4 separate regions of the Mus musculus genome follow, and all the other regions are linked to region 1. The links are chromatin contacts, called in public HiChIP or PLAC-seq and promoter capture Hi-C maps. All regions are on one chromosome and are shown on one strand. The core of a region is the stretch at or near the end of the contact, and the rest is flanking DNA. Distances in the headings are between cores, read along the strand shown. Region 1 holds the start of Pus7l (pseudouridylate synthase 7-like). Region 2 overlaps Gxylt1 (glucoside xylosyltransferase 1). Region 3 overlaps Yaf2 (YY1 associated factor 2). Region 4 overlaps Prickle1 (prickle planar cell polarity protein 1).

Region 1 (2,528 bases), core at 8-2,507:
ACGTTAGGAAGAATAGGGAGAAAAGGGAGGCAAGAACACAGGGGAGTTTTATTCTAATGATGGAAGAAGGTAGCAAGCTGAGAATGCATTTGGCAGTCTGTTAAACGCTGCCTGCGGTGGTTTGAACAGGAGGGGATTCCATCGTCCCTCATTTGAGTACTTGGTTCCCAGTTGGTGACTTGTCTCAGTTAGGGTTTCCATTGCTGTGAAGAGACACCATGACCAAGGCAATTCTTATAAAGGACAGCATTCAATTGGGGCTGGCTTACAGGCTCAGCGGTTCAGTCCGTTGTTGTCTGCAGTGCAGTCAACAGAAGTCTGTGCTACTGTAGAGTGCGAATTCATCTCCTAAGTTGTTTTGTTTGTTTGTTTTTTGTTTGTTTCTGTTTGAACAGGGAACACAACAAAGACAAGACTGGGAGGCCCAAGTTTGGCCGGAGTGATCAGATCAGTCTTGAAACATGTAGGAAGCAAAAATGTTTAGCATGAAAATAGGAGAATTAAAAAAAAAAACCCTGAGCTCTTTGGCATACATCTTGAAGAATTACTCCCAGAAACGGAAAAATCGATTTTTTTTTTTTTTTAAATTTCCTGCTTTGGGGCCACTGTGTCCATTCCGAAAGCTAATGGTGCTTTCTTGCTCTCTTGGGAATGCTTTTCCTGCCCCTCTCTTGCTTCCAATCTGTCTTGCGCTTACCTCTCCCTCTACCTGTTGGACTGTCTGACTACAGCTAGCTTCCTATGCTCCCCATAGCGAGCAAGCGAGACACTCCGGCGGCAGAGCAGCGCACAGAGGCTGCGGGGCTCCCCAAGCCTCCTCTGCCCGAGTGCGCCCATTTCCTGGTTCTGGAGCGAAGCGACTGATCACCAACCCGGCCCGGGACAGAGGACAGCGGAGAGATCGTGGCTTGAGATCAGCCTTCCTCATACAACCTACTTCCTCTCGGACGTCCCTCGCTTCCTGGACAAGGCGATCGGCGTCCCGCCACGGTCCGGCGAGGACTCGGGGGTGGAGGACGCAGGACCACCAGGCGACTTCAGACTGCCTGCGATCGGGATGCTGCGGGTCACCGGGGCATCATATCCCCCTGTGGGACAGGGAGGGCAGGTCAGCTAAGGGTGAGAGTATAGGGGCGGAGCCAATCCGGAAGGCCACGCCTTTCCCTCCCCGAGCTCCACCCAGGGAAGAGCTACACCAACCGGAGCCTGTCCCTTTAAATGTCCCTGTAAGAGGCTAGGCGGCGGAAAGGCTTCTGGGCATGCGCACTGTGTCACTCGGCGGACCACTTTCTCACGGAAGCGAGGTAGAGCTCACAGAGTCTATTAGGATGCCGGGTCACCGGTGGATCCAAGACTGCTGGACCGGGGAGGGAGGCGTGGTGGCGGCGCCCAGGGAGCGGGGTGGGGTTGGGGTGGGAGTCCCTCTGCAGCCTCGGCTCGCCCCGCGGAGCGGAGGAGGAGCTCTTGCCACCCTCGCCCCCACGTGCCCTGTCTGCCCGCCTCTTGACTAGCTGCTTGACTGCCATGCCTTCGTGCTGCACTGTCCCCACGTGTAGCCTGGAAAGCCGTCCTATGGTCTTTCTTTTCCAACAATCCCTAGGGTTCCGAGGACCCCTGTGGACTTGGTCAGAGCTGACTGCTGATTTCCATCTGCCATTAGAAACAACTCCACGGGGGCAGATGCCAACCTTTGACAGGGTGTTCACTATCTTTCCTTGTCAGCATTACTTCAGCTGTATTCTCCCTATCCCCTCTGCTCTGTGTCAGGGCTTCCCCCTTCCCCCCCCCCCCCCCAGTGCCCGTCTTGATTGTACTTGCACGTGGTATTTCTACCCCGCTTCTGTCTCTTGAACTATTTCCAAAGTCAAGTAGCAGTTTATTATATACCATTCCTGATTATCATAGACAAAAGTTAACACTTCTTTCTTTCTTGTCACCATTAACGCTCTTACTGTGTTCTACTTGTATCTGTTCAACTAGTATCTACTGCAGACCTACTATGTCCTTGGTGCTGTTCTGAATATGGGCTAGTCAGAATTCTGGCTCATGTGGAACTGACACTTTAAGTTGAAGAAGATGGACAGTAAATAATGAACACATTAGCTAGTCATGCTATACAGGAAATTAAATCAGTTTTTTTCTTTGTGTGTGTGTGAAAGAAAAGAAAACAGGTTCCTAAAGCTTATAGATGAATCCTATAGATTAGATTATTGGTGGGTGAAAATGTCTGAGGATGTAGATGATCAATTACTTGTAAAGTCTGGGAAATACAAGAGCTAGGCAGTGAAGCTGCTCTCTCAGGGCTCCGTGTGTCGTGGAGAGAGTAGATTGTGTGAGGACTGTGATTCATTCCCTATAGAATTGGCCTTGGGCCGCTGCTCCAAGAAAACACCATGAGACTTTCTTTTCTTCTATGCCAGTGACTTGGTAGAAATTCCCTTTCATTAGCTTGAGATGTTTGTATCTTTCCTGTAGAGAATTTAGAACAAGATGAGGGACCAGGACTGACTTATCCGACCTTGAAGTGT
Region 2 (2,528 bases), core at 19-2,518, 1.3 Mb after region 1:
GGTTCCCAGCACTAAGATTTGGAGGCTCACAGCTGCATGGCGACTCCAGTTCAGGGCATCCTCTGATCCTCTGCTCTTCCCCCCCTCCCCCCCACAGGTGACTGCAGGAACACAGCACATACAACATTACTCAGGCACATACACATACTACACAGTTTAACTAAGCAAACAACCCTACAAAGTCCAGTTTACAGCACGACACCTACTGGTCAGATTTTAAAATAAGTGTGAGGTGAAGTTAAGTAAAAACATGGATTTCTGGAAAAAAAAAACCAACACCACAGGCTTTCCCTCCAATGCTTATGTTTTTATTTCTAGTTAGGAATAATTAAGCTCTGGGGAACTAAGAGTTTATCTGTGTTATATAATTGCATTTTTCAGTGAGTTCTGGCAGATCAGAATTTACATTGTTCTTTGTCCCTTCTATATATCTGTTTAAATCTTCATATCTTTATGCCATGCAGAATTTTTTCCCCTTTTTTTCCTCCTGTGTTTTTTTGTTTGTTTGTTTTTTGTTTTGTTTTGAGCTCCTGGCTGTTCTGAACTTCTCTGTCTGCCTCTGCCTCCCGAGTGCTGGGGGGAAGCCGTGTTCCTCCACGTCAGTGCCGGTGCTGTCTTCAGTGTGGGCAGAGTGTTGCTTGCTGTCGTCACTAGTGTGTGTCAGCCTTTCCATCAGTAATGTACTGCAGGGTTCTCTAGAGGAACACAACGGATAGAATGAATTGTCTCATTAGATATATATGTAGAGCATATATACATACTATATACTCACTATATACATACAGGAGTTATTAGTGACTTACAGGATGTGCTTCTGATAGTTCAACAATGGCTATCTACCAACCAAAAGTCTAAGAATCCAGGAGTTGTTTGGTGCAGGGAAGATGTGTCAGCTGGTCTTCACGTCGGAATCCTCAGGATGTAGCCGGTAATGCGGTGAAGGATGGGCTGGCCATCGGGAGTGAGGTCAAGCCTCCTCCTTCCACGTCCTTTGTATAGGCTGCCAGCAGGTGTGAAGCAGATGGAAACTGAATGGCTTCCCACTTCAGATGGTTTCATTAAGAAACCCCCCTCACCAGCGTTATTTGCTTGGGTGTCAGTTAACTTCAGGTGGAGTCAAGTTGACCCCAGGAGCCGCCCCCACACTTGGCGTCAGCTCGCGCTGAACAGTGGATGCTTTGTTTCGTTTGCTCTTAGGTTCTGGGTGGTTCCATCTCATGGGCCGTAAAGCTTTCTTATGCGGAAGCAGCTTGTCCACCGGCCTGCTCTTCTGCTTGCCAGACTGTGTTTGCTGATGTCGCGCCAGAAGATGGTGCTGTAAGGTTATCTGCTGAGAACTGTTTGACTTCTCACTGACTGCATTTTGAACTTGGTAGAATTATGAATTTGCTATTGCAAAAAAAGTGGAAATAATTTAACACTTTGATTTTAAAACTGGACAGTAGAGCTGAAACTCACTACTGCTCTTAAAGTCCTCTCAGCTTCCTGAGAGGTTCCGCCCCCCCTTCCTGTTTTCTTTCTGGTTTTAGGCCAGCTAGAGACACAGCTCTGTGACGATGTCATTCTTCAGCATTGTCACACAGGAACTTGCTGGGATGGCTCTATAGCATTTACTGATTTTTAAAATACATTCATGTATATTTTTCTTCCTAGTTTTTCTGTCTTTGTAGCAAATGTTGCCTTGGTTTCCCCTGCTCAGTAACTTTGGGCACAGATTATAAATTTTGGGTCTTTAGCCACTTGGCTCGCAGTCACTTTCCTTACAGGTTGTTCCTTACAGATCCTTGGACGTGGCTTCATGGTTCTTACATGCAAACCTAAAGAGAACCTGTTTATAATAAAGGCCCGGCTTATTTATTTCCTGGCTGACACTGTTCTTGCTGTTGTTATCATGCAGTTCCAATCTGCTGCATCACAGGAGCATTAAAAACAACGAAGCTCTGTTTTGTTCTTTGTATCTCTTACTGCTTGGTAAGCAGGACACTCTGTTGTTTAAACTGTTGGGTACACTCGCACTTTGTGTCCTGATGGTGTTTGCAACGTTGAATCTTGGTTTTCTTGCATGTGTGTGCATGTGTGTGGTATACACACGCTATATATTTACATGGATGCAAAGACCTAATGATGTTGAGTGTCTTCTTTAGTCACTCTTGACTGAAGTAGTATCTCTTGATGATCTGAGGGATTTAACCAGTTATGGCTCGGCTAGCTCACTCTGAGCAGCTGCCGTACCTGCCTGACTTTACCTACCTCCTGAGGATCTAAAGGCTGGCATCTGCACTGTGTGGCAAGCACACTACTCCCCAACCCACCTGGCCAGTGCTGCTGTCCTGATTGTGAGCCTCGCCTTCAATGGCCGACCTGGCTCCAGCCCTTTTGCTTTTTTTTTAAATTATTTTTTAAAGATTTATTTATTTTATGATGTGAGTCCACAGTAGTTGTACAGATGGTTGTGTGTGTATAGCCTTCATGTGGTTGTTGGGAATTGAATTTTTAGGACCTCTGCTTGCTCTGGTTGACTCCACTCG
Region 3 (2,528 bases), core at 19-2,518, 1.2 Mb after region 1:
GTTTTCAGTTGAGTTGCAGTCATTTCAGGGTCCACCAGAGTTTACAGTTAAACTTTGTGTTCATTATGGGAACCCAGAATGGAAGTAAAGCAAGCTGCTGAGGGCAGAGCAGGGCTTCGGGGATTGGAGCTCACCTGCACTTTAACAACAGTTGCTTATTTATGCGTTAGTTCTGAAGTGTCACTCAAGAAAGTGGACATGCACTGACCTCATATTTTCACTTCATAATTTGTTGGCAATGACATTGGCTATAGAAATAATTCACAACAGTGTTTCTGGCAAATTTTAATGTCTGGGTAGTTTCCATTACTAAGACAAATCTACCATAATGTCTTATAGTTGTGTATTAGAATGATATTGATCATGGCTTATGTAGTTAAAATGTGAATATTCAGAGTGTGTATATGTGTGTGATAGAGACATAGAGAGAAAAACAGAGACAAAAGAGACAGCTAGAGATAGAATCCCAGGCCTCATACATAATAGACAAGGGTCCAACAATGAATTATACCTGCTACCTTTATCCTACCCAGGTTCTTATGTTGACTGCTGGGCGTTGAACCTACAATGTTGTGCATGTTAGGCAAGTGCTCTACAGTGGAGCTGCTTCAGCCCTCAGTCCCACTCTCATCCCAGGTAGCATCTGACTGTATAGACAGAAAGCCCGGCATGACTTTAAACTCACTGCCCGGCTCAACGTGGCCTCAGACTAATGGTGATTCTTCTGCCTAGGCCTCAAGAGTGTGGGATTACAGGCAAAACACCACGCCTGGGTTTTATGTTATTTGAGAGAGTTTGTTTGTCTACCCAAAAAAGCGGCTTAAACAAAGGATCCTCCTGCGTCTTGATTATTGGGATAAGTGTGCTTCACCATGCCCAGCTAGCTACCACATGCTGTTTTTCTGTTTGTTCGGTTTTTTGTTTGTTTGTTTTTTCTTTTTGAGACAGAGTCTTTCTGTGTAGCTGGGGATGCCCTGAAACTCCTTTGTGGACCAGGCTGGCCTTGAATTTATAGAGATTGGCCTATCTGGCTTTAGCTACCTCATTTTCTCATTTGAATCTGGGATTTATTTATTTATTTTTACAGTTCAGATTGAGTCTGTGATGAAATGTTTGGTCCTGTTTTGAATACTGAGGAGTCAGTTTTGGTTGATGCATATTATAATCGTAGAGTTTAAGGTTCTCTTATTGAGCAGAGCACCCTGACCTCTAGAATTAGAAGTATAATCTGCTTGGAAGGCTTATGGCTTAGTGGGAGAACATTGGCTAATGTGTGAGGTCTTGCTTCAAGTCCTGTTGGCGCACACAGAGAACTACTCCGTTGTAGTTGAGTTTATGCAACAGCAGCAGCGCCGTGTAACTTTCACTCCGAATGCACGTTAGCCTGTTGGGTCTGTGAGAATACTGTGCATGTGCCTAATGCTCTTACTGTTAAATGAATTTAATTATATTTTAAGTTTAGAACTCATATCTAAATGGAGTCAATATTTGCTTTAAATAAAAAATTGGATATTGCTTTATTTGGAATGATGCCTTTTAGCTCTAAAAATGTTTATATAATTGCTCTTGTAACCCATGTAATACATGTAAATTCTTTGTTCAGTGTGCTCCCCATTCTTCAGTGACTTGACTTTACGGGAGAGTCTGTAACTAAAAATACTGATTTAGATGACTCTTAAAAATAGTAAACTGAGCTTGGTGTGGTAGTGTACGCTTTAAATTCAGGCGCTTGGGAGGCGGAGGCAGATGGATCTCTTGAGTCCAAAGCTAGCCTGGTCTACAGAATGAGCCCAGGATATCCAGGGATACACAGAGAAATTCTGTCTCAAACAAACTAAAACCAAACAACAGCCCTAATCTGTACATTACAATTCAAAACAGAGATCTGCTGTCTGTTTCAATAACAAATCCATGAAGGTGGATACTGGAGGAAGAAAAGAGGCTTGCTGAGTTCAGCTTGGTAGACTATGTCCAGCTTCTGGAAAGAGCGCAGTCCCTGTGGTGGAGCAGGCACAGAGCAGGCCACATAGCAGGGCAGGGAAGAAAGCCCAGCAAGCTTAGACTTCCTGCTTTGATAAGGGCTTACCCTTGTCCTAGTTCCCTGCCCTGCTGTGTCCCTGTGCTCAGCACTCAGTGTCACCACAGTGAAGACAGATGTGTGGTGAGACACACTGGAGTACACCTGGTGCCTGGAGTACCCAGATTGAATGAACTAGTCACTTAAAATTGAAATCATTCATGATGATTATACTTTAGACTTAGAAAATGGATATAATTTACCCAGAGAAATGCGCATGATAAAATTAAGTGTGAATCTAGCAAAAATTTTAGCAAGCTACTCTAAGAGACTTTGCTATTTGTGCCATGTACTAGATACTTCATAACAGTATTAAGATACAAGATCTTCATAATCTAAATTTGTTTCTGTGGAGAAGTGACTTTATATTGTTTTAGTCTTCCTTAAGTTTTAGATGAGACAGGGAAACTTAGAAGCTTTGTTTAGTTTATTTCCACGGAGTAAAGAAGAG
Region 4 (2,528 bases), core at 17-2,516, 1.0 Mb after region 1:
TTTATGTGATTGGGTATTTTGCCTGCATGTGTGTATGTCTGTACACTATGTGTCTCTGCCTGGTTCCCAAGGAAGACGGAAGAAAGCATCTTGGGTCAGATGCTCTCTTGACACATATACGATGATGGAGAAGCCATACAGCTGCAGGCTGGGATGTGTGGTTCTTTTTAAATGAATGAAATGGTGAAAGGAGCTAGCTAGTTTCCAAGAAAAGAGAGGGGTGAGAAAAGACAAAGGAGAGGCATGGAAGTGTTAACACTTCCTGTGGCTTAGAGGCCGCATGCGTGGATCACTCCTAAGATAATCCCTGAAAAAGTACACCAACTCTGCCAACCTCCAGCTTGCTTCTCCCTCTGATGGCTCTGGTTCTAAGGCTCCTTAACTCCTTGCCTCCTTGCCTCCGGACAACCGGCCCTAAGGCTTCATACTGCATTTAAATATTTAAATGCTAATGGTAGCAGGTACTGTGGTCACACCACCCGGTAAAACTGGAAGCTAACACTGGGATGAAAGTGGATCTCTGCTTTCCTACAATTGTGGTACCCTTTATGTTGTCGAGAAAGTTTGTTGAAAGGCTGGACTAAAACCTGTGTGAGTTTGTGGTTTAAAATGGGGACATTGCATCCAAGTGACATGTCACACGATTTACCCCCATCAGGATAGGGACTCATCCCACATTCTCAGAGAGAACAGCTCTAAGAAGGGATTTAGACCTTTGGTTTAGGAGGCAGAAAACATGGTCTCTCACCATTTGCAGAGCTTTTGTTTTATTTTTCTAGTTTTGAAAATAGAGTAGCATTTAATTTTTAAAGGCTCTTTTTTTAAAAATATTTATATTCTGTTGTTTTCCTCCTACCCCACCCCCCAGCCAGGTTTGGCAGCAGACAAATGCTCCCCGTTTCAAAATTCAGGTTAAATTGCATCGAAAGTAGCAGTTCTCCTGGTGAGAGCCCATGAGTTACTAATTAAAGTCTTAACCCCTAGTCTCTTCCTTTGACACACAGGGGCGGATCTTACAGGGCAAAAGGGAAAGACCCAAGCTGTCTTCTGACTTTCATTAACACGTCCCCTTTTATTGAGGGGGTGGAGGAATGCACCTCTGTTTCCAGTCTTTGCTAAGACGTGAATTGTCTGCACCTGTGTGCCACGGCTGGGTCAGAGGTGAGAACCCCCGCCACCGTGGAGTCGGAAATGAGGCTGCCTGCCCTTCTGTTGGGGTGCCTGAAAGCCCGTTTACTGGCTGGGGCGGTATCTTGCTGAGTCACCATTTCTCCTGCAGGAATGACTGCAGCCATGAGGCAGGTGCTCTTTTAACTCTGCCCCTTTGTGAGCTGTTCTCAAGTTCGAAGTTTAAAATGTCCTTGGATATTTTGCTAGCGGTGTATTTTAACAAGTGACTCCCCCGACCCCACCAACACTAAGAATTTAGTGTTGCACTGAGAGAATTGCTGAAACATCATTTTACCTCGGTCTGGGATTGGTTAGGATTTAAAGACAGAGGGATTAGGCTTTAACTCTTCTTATACAGGAGGCATTTGCCATCCTGGAACCCTCTCTGTAAAGTGACTGGATCAGACTAATAATTTAAAAAAATATATTAATATTTATTTTATGTGCGTTGGTGTTTTGCCTGCATGTATGTTTGAAGGTGCCAGGTCTCTAGAATTGGAACTCTAGCCAGTTGTGGGCTGCCATGTGGGTGCTGAGAATTGAACTCAGGTCTTCTAGAAGAGCAGCCATAGCCCTTAACCACCGAGCTATCTCTCCGGCCCCCTAACACACAAACTTCTTTATATTAAAATATGTCAGGATCAAAACGTTTAAAGAAAACTGGAATCGTGAAGGTTCTTGTTTTCCTTCTTAGTGCCTCGTGTGTGAGCGATGATTTTTAAGAACTATAAGACAAAGGGATAACACACCGTGCTACCAAAGCCAACATCTCAGCCTCAGGACCACTCCTTGACACCTTCAGTACCCTTTTTCTGAGACAGCTTTCTTATTCAGAAATTTAACACCTCACTTTGACCAATAGTGGGGCTGGTTCCATTTCACACTCAATAAGCCTTCCTAAACGTTGGTTGATAATGAGATTAAACAATCAAGTCTCCAAGCTGGACCCATCTGTGACCTGGCACCGTATCCAGTATTCCGAGGGGATTCGCTGACTGCCTGTCCTGGGTGTAGAAGTTTGATGTCAGGGATTAGAAGTTTAAACTGTACGGTTTACTTCAGGGATAACACTCTCGGCTGTCTCTGCTGCCTCCACTGGAAAACTTGCTTAGGAAATCTGGGGGACTGAGCAGGGTCTCTGCGGCCAGCTTTCTGGGCAAGGCAGAGCCCAGTTCCCCACTTCTGTTTAAACTCTTACACCTCGCAGGATCTCACGCATAGGTAAACAAGTCAAGCAGAGCCATCCCCTTACTCGAGCAAGAAGTATCCTTTAAAGGCAACAGAGAGCACTAGCCTGGTGGCCCGTTTTCTTTGGTACTGAGCTGGTTAAGGGAGTCACTTCCTAATTGCCTGAGTGG

The links. Promoter capture Hi-C pulls out the DNA fragments that hold promoters and counts their contacts. HiChIP or PLAC-seq counts read pairs in DNA pulled down with a chosen protein or histone mark.
Region 2: a contact with region 1 is called in an H3K27ac HiChIP or PLAC-seq map of double positive thymocytes, with 9 times the contacts expected there. The contact joins the enhancer-like site here to the promoter of Pus7l in region 1. A contact is called at or near these places in 11 of 39 promoter capture datasets (the 3T3-L1 cell line, 3T3-L1-derived adipocytes, the C10 cell line and 6 more), 1 of 15 datasets of contacts at CTCF or cohesin (large pre-B cells), 5 of 484 Hi-C or Micro-C datasets (3T3-L1-derived adipocytes, B cells, CD8 T cells and 2 more), 8 of 115 datasets of contacts at active chromatin or transcription factors (T-cell acute lymphoblastic leukemia, bone marrow-derived dendritic cells, bone marrow-derived macrophages and 5 more) and 3 of 9 other capture datasets (adipose tissue, embryonic stem cells and liver).
Region 3: a contact with region 1 is called in a promoter capture Hi-C map of 3T3-L1-derived adipocytes, with 8 times the contacts expected there. The contact joins the enhancer-like site here to the promoter of Pus7l in region 1. A contact is called at or near these places in 10 of 39 promoter capture datasets (the 3T3-L1 cell line, 3T3-L1-derived adipocytes, the C10 cell line and 5 more), 4 of 115 datasets of contacts at active chromatin or transcription factors (embryonic forebrain, embryonic stem cells, large pre-B cells and 1 more) and 2 of 9 other capture datasets (adipose tissue and liver).
Region 4: an H3K27ac HiChIP or PLAC-seq map of thymic regulatory T cells shows a contact between it and region 1, with 10 times the contacts expected there. The contact joins the enhancer-like site here to the promoter of Pus7l in region 1. A contact is called at or near these places in 11 of 39 promoter capture datasets (the 3T3-L1 cell line, 3T3-L1-derived adipocytes, the HPC-7 cell line and 7 more), 12 of 115 datasets of contacts at active chromatin or transcription factors (the NIH/3T3 cell line, acute myeloid leukemia, cardiomyocytes and 9 more) and 4 of 9 other capture datasets (adipose tissue, embryonic stem cells, liver and 1 more).

The regions. Positions count from the first base shown.
Region 1 is chr15:94,542,236-94,544,763 of GRCm38.p6, reverse strand. It overlaps Pus7l (pseudouridylate synthase 7-like), which reads left to right and starts at 1,257. Exons shown (of 9, transcript NM_172437.3): 1 at 1,257-1,304. Irak4 (interleukin-1 receptor-associated kinase 4) reads right to left here and starts at 1,104. Exons shown (of 12, transcript NM_029926.5): 1 at 938-1,104.
Region 2 is chr15:93,250,726-93,253,253 of GRCm38.p6, reverse strand. All of the region lies in intron 4 of Gxylt1 (glucoside xylosyltransferase 1), which reads left to right. Among named protein-coding and RNA genes, the nearest start is that of Gxylt1, 23 kb to the left of the region's middle. Within about 2 kb of position 1,268, at least 50 of the 459 cell types and tissues checked have an H3K27ac peak or open chromatin away from gene starts, as enhancers often do. A contact at or near this core is called in CD8 T cells, adipose tissue and double positive thymocytes, where this site is marked.
Region 3 is chr15:93,318,536-93,321,063 of GRCm38.p6, reverse strand. All of the region lies in intron 2 of Yaf2 (YY1 associated factor 2), which reads left to right. Among named protein-coding and RNA genes, the nearest start is that of Yaf2, 17 kb to the left of the region's middle. Within about 2 kb of position 1,268, at least 65 of the 459 cell types and tissues checked have an H3K27ac peak or open chromatin away from gene starts, as enhancers often do. A contact at or near this core is called in 3T3-L1-derived adipocytes, the HPC-7 cell line, adipose tissue and 1 more, where this site is marked.
Region 4 is chr15:93,512,764-93,515,291 of GRCm38.p6, reverse strand. The region is part of intron 1 of Prickle1 (prickle planar cell polarity protein 1); the gene reads left to right. Among named protein-coding and RNA genes, the nearest start is that of Prickle1, 82 kb to the left of the region's middle. Within about 2 kb of position 1,266, at least 51 of the 459 cell types and tissues checked have an H3K27ac peak or open chromatin away from gene starts, as enhancers often do. A contact at or near this core is called in the HPC-7 cell line, embryonic limb bud, epiblast stem cells and 2 more, where this site is marked.